Regions from separate parts of the Macaca mulatta genome. Here region 2 is linked to region 1. The links are chromatin contacts, called in public Hi-C maps. All regions are on one chromosome and are shown on one strand. Each heading gives the region's core, a stretch centred on a gene start, on an enhancer-like site or on the middle of the called end of the contact. The rest is flanking DNA. Distances are from core to core; before and after follow the strand shown.

The links. Hi-C and Micro-C count contacts between places; a contact is called where the count stands out from the background.
Region 2: a contact with region 1 is called in a Hi-C map of sperm, with 3 times the contacts expected there. The contact joins the promoter of HOXB2 here to the promoter of HOXB3 in region 1. A contact is called at or near these places in 3 of 14 Hi-C or Micro-C datasets (liver, lung fibroblasts and sperm).

The regions. Positions count from the first base shown.
Region 1 is chr16:61,419,201-61,422,610 of T2T-MMU8v2.0, reverse strand. HOXB3 (homeobox B3) reads right to left here and starts at 1,902. Exons shown (of 5, transcript XM_077971327.1): 1 at 1,773-1,902. It overlaps HOXB5 (homeobox B5), which reads right to left. Exons shown (of 2, transcript XM_001088160.4): 2 at 2,904-3,410. LOC106994015 (a long non-coding RNA gene) reads left to right here and starts at 2,050. Exons shown (of 3, transcript XR_001440403.3): 1 at 2,050-2,237.
Region 2 is chr16:61,463,618-61,467,027 of T2T-MMU8v2.0, reverse strand. HOXB2 (homeobox B2) reads right to left here and starts at 1,491. Exons shown (of 2, transcript XM_015119387.3): 1 at 551-1,491. The coding sequence starts at 938. It overlaps LOC106994014 (a long non-coding RNA gene), which reads left to right. Exons shown (of 7, transcript XR_013406598.1): 1 at 1-439; 2 at 1,475-1,614; 3 at 1,872-1,997; 4 at 2,711-2,800.

The DNA.
Region 1 (3,410 bases), core at 653-3,152:
CTGCAAAATCCAGCCAGATATGCTTAGTAGATGTCAGAGCCTGCAGAACTGACATGAGAGGGGGCGAAGAAACAATTTTTCAGCAGCAGGCCTTGCTATCTGGGGTTTTAGCTTCCAGGAGGGCTTTAAGAAAGGGAAGTATATTAGAGTGAAGCCAGGGGCACAGTAGGAATGGGGTTCCCCTGGAGACCCAGGTCAGACTCTCCCTTGCGGAACTCTTTCTCTGCATGTCTGTCAACTCCGCTGCCTTGTACAGTGGAAGACTGTGGAAGCTGTGCCTCTGGCACTTCTTTATATTTTCAATGGTTCTGGGGATCCTTTGGGAGTCGACCTGTGTCTCCTTTCTAAGGGATACAAATGCCCTCATCATTCTTGGGATGATGTGTCTTCAAACCAGGGTGACTCTGCTTTTAAAGCCTGTTAAGGATCTCCTGTAAGTCAGGCTTGGACAGTGGATAGAGAGCTCAGGGAATAGAGAGTGGCTTCAGGAGAAAGAGGAGAGGGGGAGAATTCCAATGTCCCTTAATGGGAGAAAGGGAGTCTTATGACCCCATCCTTGTCCCAAAGATCAGAAGCCCCTCGAGGTGCCACATATCCAATCCCAGAAACTACCTATGGCAGTTGGTGAGGTGAATCAAGGGATGGCAGGCTGGTGAAAGCAGGAGTGACAGGGTAGTTAGCCCCATAGGTCTTAAATTGGAGGGGGATCAATTTGGTGGGGAAGAGGCCTCTGACTTTTAGAAGGGTGACTTTTCCCTAGAAAATAACAGAACCCCTGGGGATAAAATCCTGAAGTCTCTCTGGTTTATGGTGCCACAAAACAAAGGGGCCTTTGAGGGTGTGCCCGGAAGAGAAGAGGGAAAAAGAGCACCTTTCCTATTTTCTCTTCCAGCTCCTGAACCTATTTCCTCCTGACAGTTGAGGGATTTGTATTCTTGAGCTAATTTTATTTATGGAGGGCATGCCAGAGTTCTACTTAAACACCTAACACCTCTAGGCAAGAGAAGAAGCTCTTCCCTTCCCCCACTCCTGGTTCAGGAATTAGGTTTTGAACTGGGGGGATTGCCCACTCTGTCCGCTCCGTAGTCTGACTTCAGGATCCTACTTTGAGGCAAGGAGAAAGATTAGCTTGAGACCAACAGGCTGAAGGTGGAAGCAAAAGCAGCACTGTGCTCCCCATCCCAGAGAAGCCTGATGAAGCCAAAGATAACTGGAGGGACCCCTTTTTATGGGCTTCAAAGATCTGAAAGCCAGAGAGCATCCCAGAGCAAGGCAGCCCACAGCAGCCACCTACCCGGTGCTTTTTCTCAGCTCACATGTATCCGGATAAAAGTGCCCAGAGGTGCACCCCCCCACACCTCTGACAAATGAATGTCATAAAGTTTCTTTACTGAGGGTGGGGAAATAGCTGTCTGAAGATATCCAGCAGTGAAGTGGCCCCCCACAACGGCCCCTTCTTTCAGCAATACACACCCCTCCTTCTTGGTCCCTAAATTTCCACTGGCACTGAGGGAGTATGAATCCCCTACACAAACCCTTTTCCCCACAAAGTCAGACACTCCTGCTAGTAAAAATCAGGCACCCCCGACCCATGAGGCCTTATGAAACTGAGAGCACTCATTTCAGGCACACAGTCCCTTAGAACTGGGTGCATAAAACAGGCTAAATTTCCCCCACATCACCCCACAGCCCCAGCTGGAAACAAGTTTTCTTCCCCCAGTCCCAAGTCCCAGAATTGCAAGGGGTAAAAGCGAAAACTGAAAGCGACTTACTGTGGGAATGCTGGCCTGGGCCGCTGCTGCCTTCTGGGCTGGTCCGGCTGCTCCAGGCTGGAAGAGTGCTCACCTACTTCTGCCCCCTTCCCCATCACAGCGAGCAGTTAAAGTGTCACTTAACATTCTGGAGAATGTGAAATATACTGCGCGGTGTCAACTCCCCAAAACCATAAAACTAACTTTATGGACCTCACGTGACTTTCTCGAGCCAGTGAGGGGTATCTGTCTGACTTCTCGGCGATTTTTACGATCTAACTTCGAGATAAAACCCCTATCCATTTGACATCTAAATGTCATAGCGACTTTTGGGATAGTTTGCTATCGACAAAGGGGGACAAAGTCAAGGGGTGAAGGGAAAGGAGGGCCAAGTAGAGCCTCCACGACCCTCGGCTGCCTCCTCACCAGCTCCCCCTCCCCCCAAGTCCAGTAAGAAGTTGGGCCAAGCTGGAAGGGATTGACCGGGTAAGTGTCCAGACTTGACTCTTGCGATCAGGGTGGAGGCTGACTTGGATGGAGGTGGACTGGGCCCTGGCCCTGGGCCAGGCTGAAGGGGGAACCAGGGGTCTTTCTGAAAGGACTCTAACTCCTAATCAAGAGGGAAGATCAGTTGGACCCTTGGAGAGAAGGAGCCCTTGATAAGGGTAGGGAAGGCTGAGGATGAGAGAAATCCTTTGAAATCCAACTGATTTTTTTTTTTTTTTTTTTGCTTTAGTTGGTGGCAGAGCTGAATTGGGACTTGCAGTAGGAGACAGGGGGCTGGGCAGGCCTCTACCACTCCCAAAAGGCTAGGAGCCTCCTGCTGAGGACTTAGGCCCAAATTACTTTCCCAGAAGAGTTTTCCAGAGGCTTCCTTGGCCAGCTAATGGAAGACCAGGATGGAGTCTAGTTCAGCCTTTCCCCTGCCCCAGCCCCACATAGGGTTTCTGGGCCTTGGAGTTCCCCAGGCACAAAGGTCTGTTCTCTAGCCCGGGTACTGTTGACCAAGCCAGGGACTTACATGGCTGAGAAGAGCTGTTGGGGAGCAGCCTACTTTTTCTTCCCTGCACCCCAGATCCATTGAGAATGGTGCAGGGTGTGCCTGGGATGGAAGAGGCAGACCCCTCGGAGAAAAGACAAGTGGAAGGGCAATGGAGTGGGGGAAACATTTATTTGACTTCCAGGAAAGCTACAAACAAATACCAAAAGCGAATCACTGAGACAGGCCCCGCAAAGACAGATTTCACATGTAGCACAGCATCCACTCGCTCACTACAAATGGTCTTGGAAGCAAAATGGGTAAGGGAGAGATGGGTCTGACCCAGACTATCCCCATATTTACAAGCTTTGGGCCCTCTAGCCAGACCCATAGATTCACAGAGAAATACACAAGACATTTTGCACTGAGGATCATTTTTGTTTCCGTATACTCCCAGACCAGGCCTTGCGGGGCCTACTCAGGCAGCAGGAACTTAAATCTCACTATCTTTTTTCTTTTTTCTCAATATCATCCCTTTGGTCCTCCCTAGCCCCTTCCCACCCTAGGACCAAGCCCCTAGGAGACTTGGGCCTGGGGAGTGGAGAGAGAGGAGGAGGAGAATGAAAAGAGACTCCATCTCCGAGGCCAGCTCAGCTTGGCCCCACTGCGGCACTACCCCA
Region 2 (3,410 bases), core at 242-2,741, 45 kb before region 1:
CTCCCTTTGGCGCCGAAACCTCAGATCCCCCCTCCCAAGCCCTCCCAGTGGACCCCTCAATTCGGAACTTTCCAACTCAACCGGAGCGAGGGTCATAAAGATTGTTCTTCACCCCTCTTCCTCCCTAGCTCTCAATTCTTCCTCTTCTCCTAGAGTTGGGGCAGAAAGGACCGAATCTTTTTCTGCTTCTAGAGTCTATCCCAGCAACAACATATTCATTCCCCTACACAGATACGGATGAAAACCTCAATCAAATCATTTTCTTCTAGCAGAAAAAAGGCGTTTCCCCAACCAGCTTTCAAAATCAGCTGTAGGGAGAGAGAGAGAGAGAGAGAGAGAGAGAGAGAGAGAGGAAAAAAAAAAAAAAAAAAGACGCTGGCAGAGGCCAGGCTTGTCCCCCAGTGGGATATTCTTCTTCCCCATGCCGGGAATGGACGGGGTAAGGAACCCCAACAGGCTTGCCACCTTTTTTTTTTTTAACCTCCTTCCACTGCTTTTTCTCCCCCTCTTGTAGGGTGCCCCTCACCCCACCCCCACCAGGCTTACCGACCTGCAGGCGATCCGACCCCGGAGGCCGGGACAGCGGAGGCGGCCGGGGAAGGAGACGTGGCGGATTGGCTGGGTTTCTTGGCGGATTTCTTCTCTTTCATCCAAGGGAACTCGGGGGCCGGGGGGGCAGCGGGGAGCAGCGGCGGTGGCGGCGGCAGAGCAGGCCCATCTTCGGCTCGCTTTTGGCTCCTGGGTCTCTGAAGGGTGGAGGCGCCGGGCTGGAGGCTGGGGAAGGTTTGCTCGAAAGGAGGAGGAGGAGGAATTAATGTCGACTCCTTGATTGATGAAGTTTGAAATGTCTCCAAGACAGCGGGGAAGGAAGTCAGACACTCGGCGAGCGATGGCTGGCTGTTTATAAACCCAATCTCCCTCTCAAATTCAAAATTCATGGCTTTCAATGGTGGGGGAGGGGGCTGCTGGGGGGGGCGTCAGGAGGGAGGATCGGAAGGGACCCCCCCTCCTGCCCCCCCCAGATTTATGTAATGGAGCGATTTTGGGAGGGGGAGATTTCGGTCTCTCTCTCTTTTTTTTTTTTTTTTTAAATTTTGGGCCTTTATATTTGTATATTGCTGATAAATACAAGCGTATGGGGACTCTCTCTATTAAACCCAGGACTCCGGCGAAATTACAGGGAATTCGTGGTCACGGGACCGGTCTCCGCCAATCGCTCGTCTGGGCCTGGTGGAAAACAGAGAGCATTATTTGCTTTAATTGATTCAAAAACACCAGAGGACCATGACCTGGACACCATGAGCCCCCATTCCTACACCAGTGCCTCACACGCTCTCTCCCCAGTGCCTCCCTTTCTCCAGAAAAGCTAGAGAAACCACTTCCTCATCCCTTTCGGAGGTTAGAAGGTTTCAGAAGCTTGGAAAAGAAGAGACTCTAAGGGAGAAACCTTCCTCTTTTCCAAATGTTTTAATAGAGTAAATTAAGGCTTTCCTTTCGTGGCTTACGTGGCCAGCAGCATCGTCTTCCCTTCTCCCCTTCCCCAAGAAAAGATGAGTGAGGATCCCTGCGTTGGAGGAAGAGGGAGTCGAAAGAGGCTTCCACTCTTTGAAAAAGGTCAGTGTTAAGGTGCAAATAAGAAAGAGATTTATAATCATCAGCACCACTATCCCCATGTTAACCCTCCAAAAGCAACAGTTAAATCTTGGGAAATGGACAGGAACTCCCAGGCGGACACATAAGAGTGAGATGGAGCATGAGGGGCATTTTTGGGCCTCTGGCCTCCATCGCTGTGTGGCCTGGGTTCTCGTCTCTGCCCAGTGTTTGCAGCACTGCCTCTTCCCCTTATGTCCCCCTGCTTTCCTCACTTTCAGGCATCCATGCTTCTCTGTGACACCTCCCTCCCCCCGAAAACAAGCAGAGTCTAAGATGTGCATGTACCCACTCAAGCCTCAAGCTCATATCTGTATCCATATCCAGGGACATGAACAAGAACTCAGGTAGCCACTGATTTAACTTAGAGCACTCTCAAAGTTCAGATCAGCGTATGTGTGTGCATGAATGTGGTGGGGAGCTTTTCCCCTAGGACAAAGAGACTTTCCCTCCCATTTTTGCCATTGTGCTAGTTTAAAAAAAAAAAAAAAAAAAAAAAAAATCCCTGACAAGGAAGAATTCCCTGAAAATGGCGCGGGTGGAAATAATGACCACTGAGATGATATTCCATTTCTGGCTCCTGAGGGGAAATGCTTTTAAAATTTATTTTATTTTGAGGAGACCGAGATAGTCTGAAGTTTAGAGTGTTGTAATTTACTATAGAAAGAGGGCACAAGACTCTAAGCCCCAAGCAATTGGTGGGAAACTAGGCCTCAAAGCAGAAAATGAAAAGTCGATCTGGGGGAAGATTTTTAAATAAGTGGGTCAGAGGGACGGAGAGGAGATGAGGCGATCAATCTTAGCCCCCTGACAGCTCCCTCCGATTGCATCAAAGAATTTGGCTCTTTGGGAAAGCAGAGGGAACAGCCAAAATTTCACATCTCTTAAAAAGGCCTGGGGGTGGGGGTGGAGGTGGGGGTGCAAAAGAGAAAGGTGATTCTGGGAGAGCTGGGAAACAGATGGGAAATGGGGACAGAGGGAAAGCGCTAAGTTGGGTGGAAAGTTTGCCTGGAGAACTCCCACGGCTCTGGCCTCCCCTCCCCCTCCTCTCTCTCTGCAGCCCAGCCAGGAGAAGGCTGGTTAGCAGAGAAATGGCAACTGAGCCCGGAGCTGGAACTAGAAACTTTCTGTCAATGTAACATCTGCGTGGGTGGTGGTGAGTATTTAAAAAGAAGAGCAGAGAAGTCTTGAGTAGAAGCATGAGGATGGGGGAGCGGAGGATGAAGAAAGGGGAGTTGGAGGTGGGGGCTGCAGGGACCGGGGAGTCATGCTCTGGAGGGCTGAGAACAGAGAGAGCTACTCTGACCTGGGCAAAGTGGCCAGCAACAGTAGTGTGCAACTCGGCTCCAAATAAAACAATTATTGCCGTTTAGAGGTGTGGATGGGGCATAGAAGAATCCAAATAGTAAGCAGTGTCTGGAAGTCATGCAGGGAGGCCTGAGAGTGGCTTCTCCCTCTGGCCATCCCCTTGAACACCTCTGAAAGTTTAGCAACAGCTTCTCCAGCTGGCTGAAGGATCCAGAGCTTATCTTGGGCAACTCGGGCAGAGACTGTCCCTGCAGGAAATACAGCTCTCTCTAACCCTTACTGACAGATTTTATGGCCAGATTAGCAAACAGCGGAAAACTTGGGTGTTAAAAGGGGCCAAGAGAACCCTCCTCAGAGACATCTCTCCCCCGCCCCCCTGTCCTGCTGTGAATTTTACAGCAAGGATATTTTATTCCTCGTCTTTGGCTGCTTTAGCTGAGCGCCTGGAATCT